Linked DNA regions of Sus scrofa: region 1 is linked to region 2. The links are chromatin contacts, called in public Hi-C maps. All regions are on one chromosome and are shown on one strand. The core of a region is the stretch at or near the end of the contact, and the rest is flanking DNA. Distances in the headings are between cores, read along the strand shown. Region 1 holds the start of NDUFAF1 (complex I intermediate-associated protein 30, mitochondrial). Region 2 holds the start of ITPKA (inositol-trisphosphate 3-kinase A).

Evidence for each region. A called contact is a pair of places that touch in the nucleus more often than the background predicts.
Region 1: a Hi-C map of embryonic fibroblasts shows a contact between it and region 2, with 2.7 times the contacts expected there. The contact joins the promoter of NDUFAF1 here to the promoter of ITPKA in region 2. A contact is called at or near these places in 1 of 5 promoter capture datasets (liver) and 2 of 47 Hi-C or Micro-C datasets (embryonic fibroblasts and liver).

Annotation. Positions count from the first base shown.
Region 1 is chr1:129,965,949-129,969,778 of Sscrofa11.1, reverse strand. It overlaps NDUFAF1 (complex I intermediate-associated protein 30, mitochondrial), which reads right to left and starts at 1,299. Exons shown (of 5, transcript XM_021097468.1): 1 at 1,158-1,299.
Region 2 is chr1:129,876,194-129,880,436 of Sscrofa11.1, reverse strand. It overlaps ITPKA (inositol-trisphosphate 3-kinase A), which reads left to right and starts at 2,675. Exons shown (of 10, transcript XM_021097438.1): 1 at 2,675-4,243.

The DNA.
Region 1 (3,830 bases), core at 50-2,549, 91 kb before region 2:
CAAGAGTTGACCTCAGGTCTTGGAATCATAGGTAATACTTAAATTTCCCTTACTGACTTGTTCAAATGATTTTCTCTCTCCACACACAAAAATTTGGGAAATAAGTGATAAAATGGAATTTGTACAATCAAAAAATGATTCTCAGAGTTCCTCCATGTCACAGCAGCTTAAGGATCTGGCCGTTGTCACTGCAGTCTGCTGTGGCTTGGTTCCATTCCTAGCCCAGGAACTGCTACATGCTTCAGGTGCAGAAAAAAACACCAAAAAAAAAAAGATTCTCATGAACACCATGCTTAGGCTACACTACTGAGTGACAAATAATGAGGAATTAAAAATGCATGTATACTGGAGTTCCCTTCGGTGGCTCAGAAGTTAACAAACCCTACTAGGATACATGAGGATTCAGGTTCCATCCCTGGCCTCACTCAGTGGGTTAAGGATCCAGCATTGCTGTGAGCTGTGGTGTAGGTCACAGACTCGGCTAGTATCTAGTGTTGCTATGGCTGTTGCATAGGCCAGCAGCTGTAGCTCGGGTTCCACCCCTAGCCTGGGAACTTCCATTCGCTGCGGGTGCAGCCCTAAAAAAGAAAAAGGGGAAGAAAAAAAAAAAAGCATATACGGTAACGATATAAGTATAAAAATGTAAATGTACAAACAAAAAAGATTTGGGGGTTAAAAAAAGGCTTACAGCCATGTGCAGGGTGATGGAATTATGAGTACCATTATTCACCCTATTTTCCAACCCCTCAGTAGTGTTATTACTTCTCTAATAATATAACGTTAGTTATGAATATTTTGTTTCATATTTTTACCAATAAACATAGTCAAAATCACTAACTGGATGATCCTGGGCTGAAGCTGGTGAGTTTTCATGGCAGCATAAACCATGAAGCTAAAAGCAAGCAATCTTACTGAAGACTGTATGTCCAGCGCTTACCACGTGTCAGAAACTATTCTAGGTGTACTTTAACTCCTCACAACAACCAAAAGAGGGGCTACTATTCCAATTGCAAAGATGAAAATGGAGGCTCTAAGACTAAATCACCCGAGGTATACAACTACTAAGCGGCAAACCTATCCCCAAGAGCCCCGGCGTTTAGCTCCTGATCCAAGACCGGGAGCGGTCTGGACATTGTCACGGCCCCTTCATTTCTCACCTGCTAGGGCTGTGTCGCCCTCGCAAGTCCCGACGCTGCAGCCCTCCCTCGCGACACCCCAGAGTGAACCTCCGCTGTGCTCCTGGCTTTTCCCCGCCGGCTACTCCACTTTTCCTGTGTAGGTCCATCTGCTTTTCCAGTCCGCAGGGAAACTGGGCCTTATGACACTAGAGTTCCGGTCAGGTACGCAGGTCGGGGGAAGAGTAATAAAGATCCCGAAGCTTAGCGAAATGAGGGTTATGGTCGACTAGCTTCCCAAAGGACCCGCTCCTCCTGCCCTTCCTGATCTTTTCTGCCCTATGTCAGAAAGTGGGGAGAATTTAGAGAAAATTTTCGCCTCCCCTTCCTGCTTTCCGCCTTCATGCTGCAAACTTCATCCTGTATCTTTCAAGTAGGACCCAGATATTGCTAATAACCTTGGCCCCCAAGAGCAGCAGCCCAAGAGCAGTCCACGGCCACAGAGCAGCCCAAGAGCAGTCCACGGCCACAGAGAGCTACTTCTCCTGGAATTAACCCCCAAAGAATCTTGGGAGACCCACCTGAAACTTGAACACCAACTCTCCTACCTGCCCTTCCCCAATCCTGCCCCGTGGGGTCGCCCACTCCCCAGGGTTTCGATTGTATCTTGCGCACCCCTCTGTTTAAGCACTTTCAACACTTGTATCTTAATTATTCATTCACTTCTCACTTCCTCCGCCATGCTGTGAGCTTCTTGGGTCCAGAAAGTACTCTTCTTCCTGTCCCCAGCACCTAACATAACGCTGGCAGGAATTAAGCCCTCAGCATGAATTCGAATGAATTGTAACCATTGGCTGTTAACACCGTTCTCCAGAGTACCTTCCAAGTCCTCACCAAATACAATTGCCTTTTCCAAGTTTCCTCTGTCACTCTTTTCCACTCTACACCTTTTCTGTCTTCAAATTTTTCTTTGACTTCTCCGGATTCTACTACACTTGCCTGGCTCTGCAACCTCCTTGAACTTTTTTTTTTTTTTTTTTTTTTTTTGGTCTTTTTGTCACCCACGGCATATGGAGGTTCCCAGGCTAGGGGTCAAATTGGAGCTGTTCCTGCCAGCCTATGCCAGAGGCACAGCAATGCCAGATCCGAGCCACGGCAAAGTGGGATCCTTAACCCACTGAGCGAGGCCAGGAATCGAACCCACAACCTCATGGTTCCTAATCGGATTCATTTCATCCTTAAACCACTGAGTAAGACCAGGGATCAAAACCACTATGGGAACTTGTCCTTGAGCTTTTTCTAGCTGCTTACTTTACTCTGTACTCCCACAACCTTAAATGTGGGTTTGTCTCCTAAGCCCAGCCTGTGCCTTCCTCTTTTCTAGTCACAGACATGAGTTACACGCAAACAATCCAAAATATGTTCCTCTAAACACCAACATACATTTTCTTTTCTTTTCTTTTCTTTTTTTTTGGCCTGGCTGCCCCGCCGCACACCCCATGCAGAAATTCCAGGGCCAGGATTGAACCCAAGCAACTATTAGCAGTGATAATAGTGAATCCTTCTAGGACACCAAGGAACGCCTCCCATTTTTTTTCTTTTTTTGGGGGGAGGGGGCATGCAAAATAGATTAAAAAAAATAGCTTTATTGCTTTGGCACTGCAAAGGAAGCCACAGCAGACTAATGCCTTAAAAACTGTGTCCTCCGTTCGCAGAGACTAGGAGGTGGTTTTACAGTTTGGGAGTGGAAAATAGGGCCGCAGATAGGGATCAAGATAGATGCAAGCTTTCATTCTTCCTCCAAAGCTGGTGCTTAGTGGCCACTTATTCATTTCTTTCTTTCTTTTTTTTTGCTTTTCAGGGCCGCATTCGCGGCATTTGGAGGTTCGCAGGCTAGGAGTTGAATAGGAGCTATAGCTGCTGGCCTATGCCACACAGTAACACAGGATCCAAGCTGCGTCTTTGAACTATACCACAGCTCACAGCAACACTGGATCCTTAAACCACTGAGTAAGGCCAGGGATCAAAACCAAGTCCTCATGGATACTAGCTGGGTTCGTTACTGCTGAGCCACAACAGGAACTCAATTTCCACTTTTTCTGTAAGTGGCCACATCCTTCTAAACTCAAAGTTCCTGGCCATCCTTGGCTTCTCTTTTTGAAACCTCCCCTTGCAGTTCCCATGGAAGGCTCAGCACTTAACGAACCCAATTAGTATCCATGAGGACTCGGGTTAAATCCCTGGCCTTGCTCGTTGGGTTGGGGGTCCAGCTTTGCCCTGAGCTGTGGTGTAGATCACAGACTTGGCTCTGATCACATGTAGCTATGGCATAGGCCAGCAGCTACAGTTCAGATTGGACCCCTAGCCTGGGAACCTCCATATGCCCCGAGAGCGGCCCTAGAAAAGGCAAAAAGACAAAAAAAAAAACCCAAAAAACAAAAATAAAAAAAAAAAATGCCATGGGTTCAGTCCTAAAAACATAAAAAAAAAACCTTTCTCTCACTCACTTTAAGTCCTCTTTGTTTTGTTATGTTGCTGCCTTTGATTTCATACCTTTCCAAATCCCATGAAACCTCAATAATTACTGCCCTATGCAATTTACATTCAATCTGCTGATTGCCCTACTCTGGACACAACTTTTTTTTTTTTTTTGCTTTTTAGGGCCACACTCGCGGCATATGGAGGTTCCCAGGCTAGGGGTCAAATCGGAGCTAC
Region 2 (4,243 bases), core at 1,426-3,925:
GGGATGTAGCCCCTCAAGCCTGATAAATCCCAAAGGCCATGGAGATGGGTGAAGACTGAGAGACACCCTGCGATGAAGACTGAGAGACACCCTGCGATGCAGGCCTCTAGGGTATAGGAGGGTCCCTGAACTGAGATGCCACAGAAGGAAAATCTGCTTTCTCCTCAGACATGTAGCTGACCTCATGAATAAGGCAGAGGAACTCTCATGGCCCATCTTAGATCAACCAGCTAATGACCATCAAAACCATGTTTTTGCCCCATTTTTTGCAGCACGCAACCCTGTTTTGGCTCAGCGGTTAACAAATCTGACTAGCATTCACGAGGATGCAGGTTTGATCCCTGGCCTTGCTCAGTGGGTTAAGGATCTGGCGTTGCCTTGAGCTGTTGCACAGGTTACAGACTCCACTCGGATCCTGTGTTGCTGAGGCTGTGCTGTAGGCCAGCAGCCACAGCTCCAATTAGACCCCTAGTCTGGGAACCTCCCTATGCCACAAGTGTAACCCTAAAAAGCCAAAAACAAAACAAAACAAAACAAACAAACAAAAAACTGCTCCTCCACCTACAGTCAATCTGATCTTCCATGCCCCTCTATAGTCACATCCCTCTACTCAGCTTCAGGGACTGCAGAAACTGAGGCACAAAAACAAGATTCTGGGATTTGAAAGGTCATTCCTGGCTAAACTAAGAAGACATGAGAACCCTCTGACCTTGTCTTATAGCTATATTGGAACCCTAAGCCCTGCCCTAGTTTATGCCCTGCACTTTCTGCCCATGGTAGATGGAACTAGACTCTGCCTTCATTAGGTAAGGAACTAGGGACTGAACTACAAGATGTTAATTTAAGAAACTGAGCATGGGAGTCCCGTGGCTCAGTGGTTAACGAATCCGACTGCGAACCATGAGGTTGCGGGTTCGATCCCTGACCCTGGCATTGCCGTGAGCTGTGGTGTGGGTTGCAGACACAGCTCGGATCCCACGTTGCTGTGGCTCTGGCGTAGGCCGGCGGCTACAGCCTCGATTCGACCCCTAGCCTGGGAACCTCCATGTGCCGTGGGAGCGGCCCAAGAAATGGCAAAAAGACAAAAATAAAAGAAAAAAGAAAAAGAAAAAGAAACTGAGCATAGCAGAGGAATAGAAGTTAGGACACATTCTGGCTTTTTCGCCAACTAGTTGTGTGGCTTCGCACAAGTGCCTTATCCTTCTTGACTGAATCACTTAACCTCTTTGTTACTTCTGCTGTATTGTGAGAATGATAGGGCATCTAAAGGTACTTCCTACCAAGACATGGAAGCAACCTAAACATCCATTGACGGAGGAATGGATGAAGAAGATGTCATGTGTGTGTACACACACACACACAATGGAATATTGCTTAGCTATAAAAAGAATGAAATAATGCCATTTGCAGCAACATGGATGGACTTTGAGATTATTGTACTAAGCGAAGTAGGTCAGACAAAGACAAATATCACATATCACTTATATGTGGAATCTAAAAAACATGATACAAACAAACTTATTTACAGAACAGAAACAGACTCATTGATTTCTAAAACAAACTTATGGTTACCAAAGGGGAAATGGGGGTAGGAGGGATAAATTAGGAGTTTGGGATTAACATTAAACACTCTACTATATATAAAATAGATAATCAGCAAGGACCTACTGTATATAGCACAGGGAATTCTCAATACTCTCAATATTCTGTGATAACCTATATGAGAAAATAATCTGAAAAAGAATGGATATATGTATAACTGAATCACTTTGCTGTACATCTGAAACTAACACAACATTGTAAATCAACTGTACTGCAATATTAAATAAAATTGACCCTCCTACACTGTTGGTGGGAATATAAATAGGTACAACCACTATGGAAAACAGTATGGAGGCACCTCAGAAAACTCAATATAGACTACCATATGACCCAGCAATCCCACTTTTGGGCATATATCCGGACAAAACTTTCCTTGAAATAGACACATGCACCCGTATGTTTATTGCAGCTCTAATTCACAACAGACAAGACATGGAAACAACCTAAATGTCTATCAACAGATGAATGGATTAAGAAGATGTGGTATATATACACAGTGGAATACTACTCAGTCATAAAAAAGAAAAAATAATGCCATTTGCAGCAACATGGATGGAACTAGAGGCTCTCTTACTAAATGAAATATGTCAGAACGAGAAAGACAAATATCATATGATAGCACTTACATCTGAAATCTAATATACAGCACAAATGAACCTTTCCACAGATAAGAAAATCATGGACATGGAGAACAGATTTGTGGTTGCCAAGGGGAGGGGGAGGGAGTGGGATGAACTGGGAATTTGGGGTTAACAGAGGCAAACTATTGCCTTTGGAGTGGATAAGCAATGAGATCCTGCTATATAGCACTGAGAACTATCTCTAGTCACTTATGATGGAGCATGATGGAGGATAATGTGAGAAAAAGAATACGTATACATGTGTGACTGGGTCACCCTACTGTACAGTAGAAAATTGACAGAACACTGTAAACCAGCTATAATGGAAAAAATAAAAATCATTTAAAATAAAATTGGAGTTCTCTTGTGGCGTAGCATGTTAAGGATGTGGTGTTGTCACTATAGCAGCTTGGAACACTGCTGTGGCGTGGGTTTGACCCCTGGCCCTGGAAACTTCCACATGACATGGATGCAGCCAAAAAAACCATAAATTAAATAAAATTTAAAGTAAAAAAAATAGAGTTACTTCCCACTCTACAATCCATGAAATTAGCTCTCCTTTCAATACCCATTCCCAGATTTGCCCTTACCTTTCTGGTGAGGAACACTCGGGCAGGTACGGCAAAGAGCTCTTCTTTGGTTGCTGCCCTTGGGCAACTGCCTGATACAAGAAGAAAAAGGAACTGCCCCAAATTTTCTCATGACAGCCAGGATGACACCAGCTCCCAGCCTACTTGTGCCTCCAACACTGCCCAACCATTGACTGGCACACAGGTGCACAGTACATATTCCCTCCTCTTGATTTCCTTCCCGCCTTTCTGGTGCTGGGAGGTCCTTGCTGTCTCTCCCACCTTGGGTTTGCCTCAGTCCCTGCCTCTGAGGGCAGTATCTTCCCAGCTCTCACCACAAACCAAGGGAAGGAGAGAAAAAAATGAGCGCAGGAGATGAACGTTTCTGGGCCTTCAAGCCCTGAAGTATAGTCTTTGCAAAGACACGCAGGCTCCTCCAGACCTCTGTGCCCCAGAGAAGGTAGCCATGTGGCCTCCCGGGGTCTCCACAGAGGACTGCAGTATTCAGACATTCCTTCTTTCTCTCACTCCTTCATTCCCTCAGTTTCTCCTCCCTCCTCTTTTACTTTCTTCATCAATTCCCCCCAGGGATCTTCTTTTCTTCTTTGCTGAAAGCTCCCACTTTCTCTCTGAATTCTCCTTTTCTCTCCTCCTGGGCCCTCCTTGAATTCTGGCTGAAGGGAGATAAGGAAAGGAAAGCTCCTCCTTTTGGCCTTCATCAGCTCAGAGGCCATCTTTCTGAGGGCAGTCTCCCCATGGATTCCCCCAATAAATAATCCCTAGGCACCAGGCATCTAGTTAGTGAGGCATCTTCACTCATGGCATTTTGGGGAAAACAGGAAATGCTGTGAAATACTGACTTTCTACACAAAGTAGCCTTTGCAGTGCAGCTAATGACCACTAACATACTTAGTGGCCAACCACCCATCACAACAATGCCATTTATGAGGCTTTTGCGGTGTATGAGACCCTTTGTCAACATGAACACCCTCTTCCAGTTCCACAGCTACAACTCCGTGGATCAGGTGGGGCTTTCCTAAATTTACAGGAGAACAGGACTTAGGAGTGAAGAGACTGACTAAAATCACATCTGGAGGGAGCATGGTGAACCTGAGGCTGGCTAAATTATTCTAACTAAAACTATTCTAACGTTTTAGAGACATCACATCTTTCATTTTATTCTCACAGCAATCCTCTGTGGTGGACAACAAGCCTGCTGAGGAGAGTCAGCAGTTCCAGGAGGTGAAACGAGTTGCTTACAGCCCCAAAGCAGACCCCAACCCCCGAACTCCAAAGGGAAAGGAGGAAAACGGGCTCAGCCCCCGCCAGCCAGCAGCCTGGGGTGCTGCCCAGGATTCCGTTAGGAAAACGCGGAGAGAGCCACAGCGCCTGACCTTGTATTCTGCCAGCTGAGAAGTGGGGAGAGAAGCCTCAGCTCGTTCCCAAAACAGA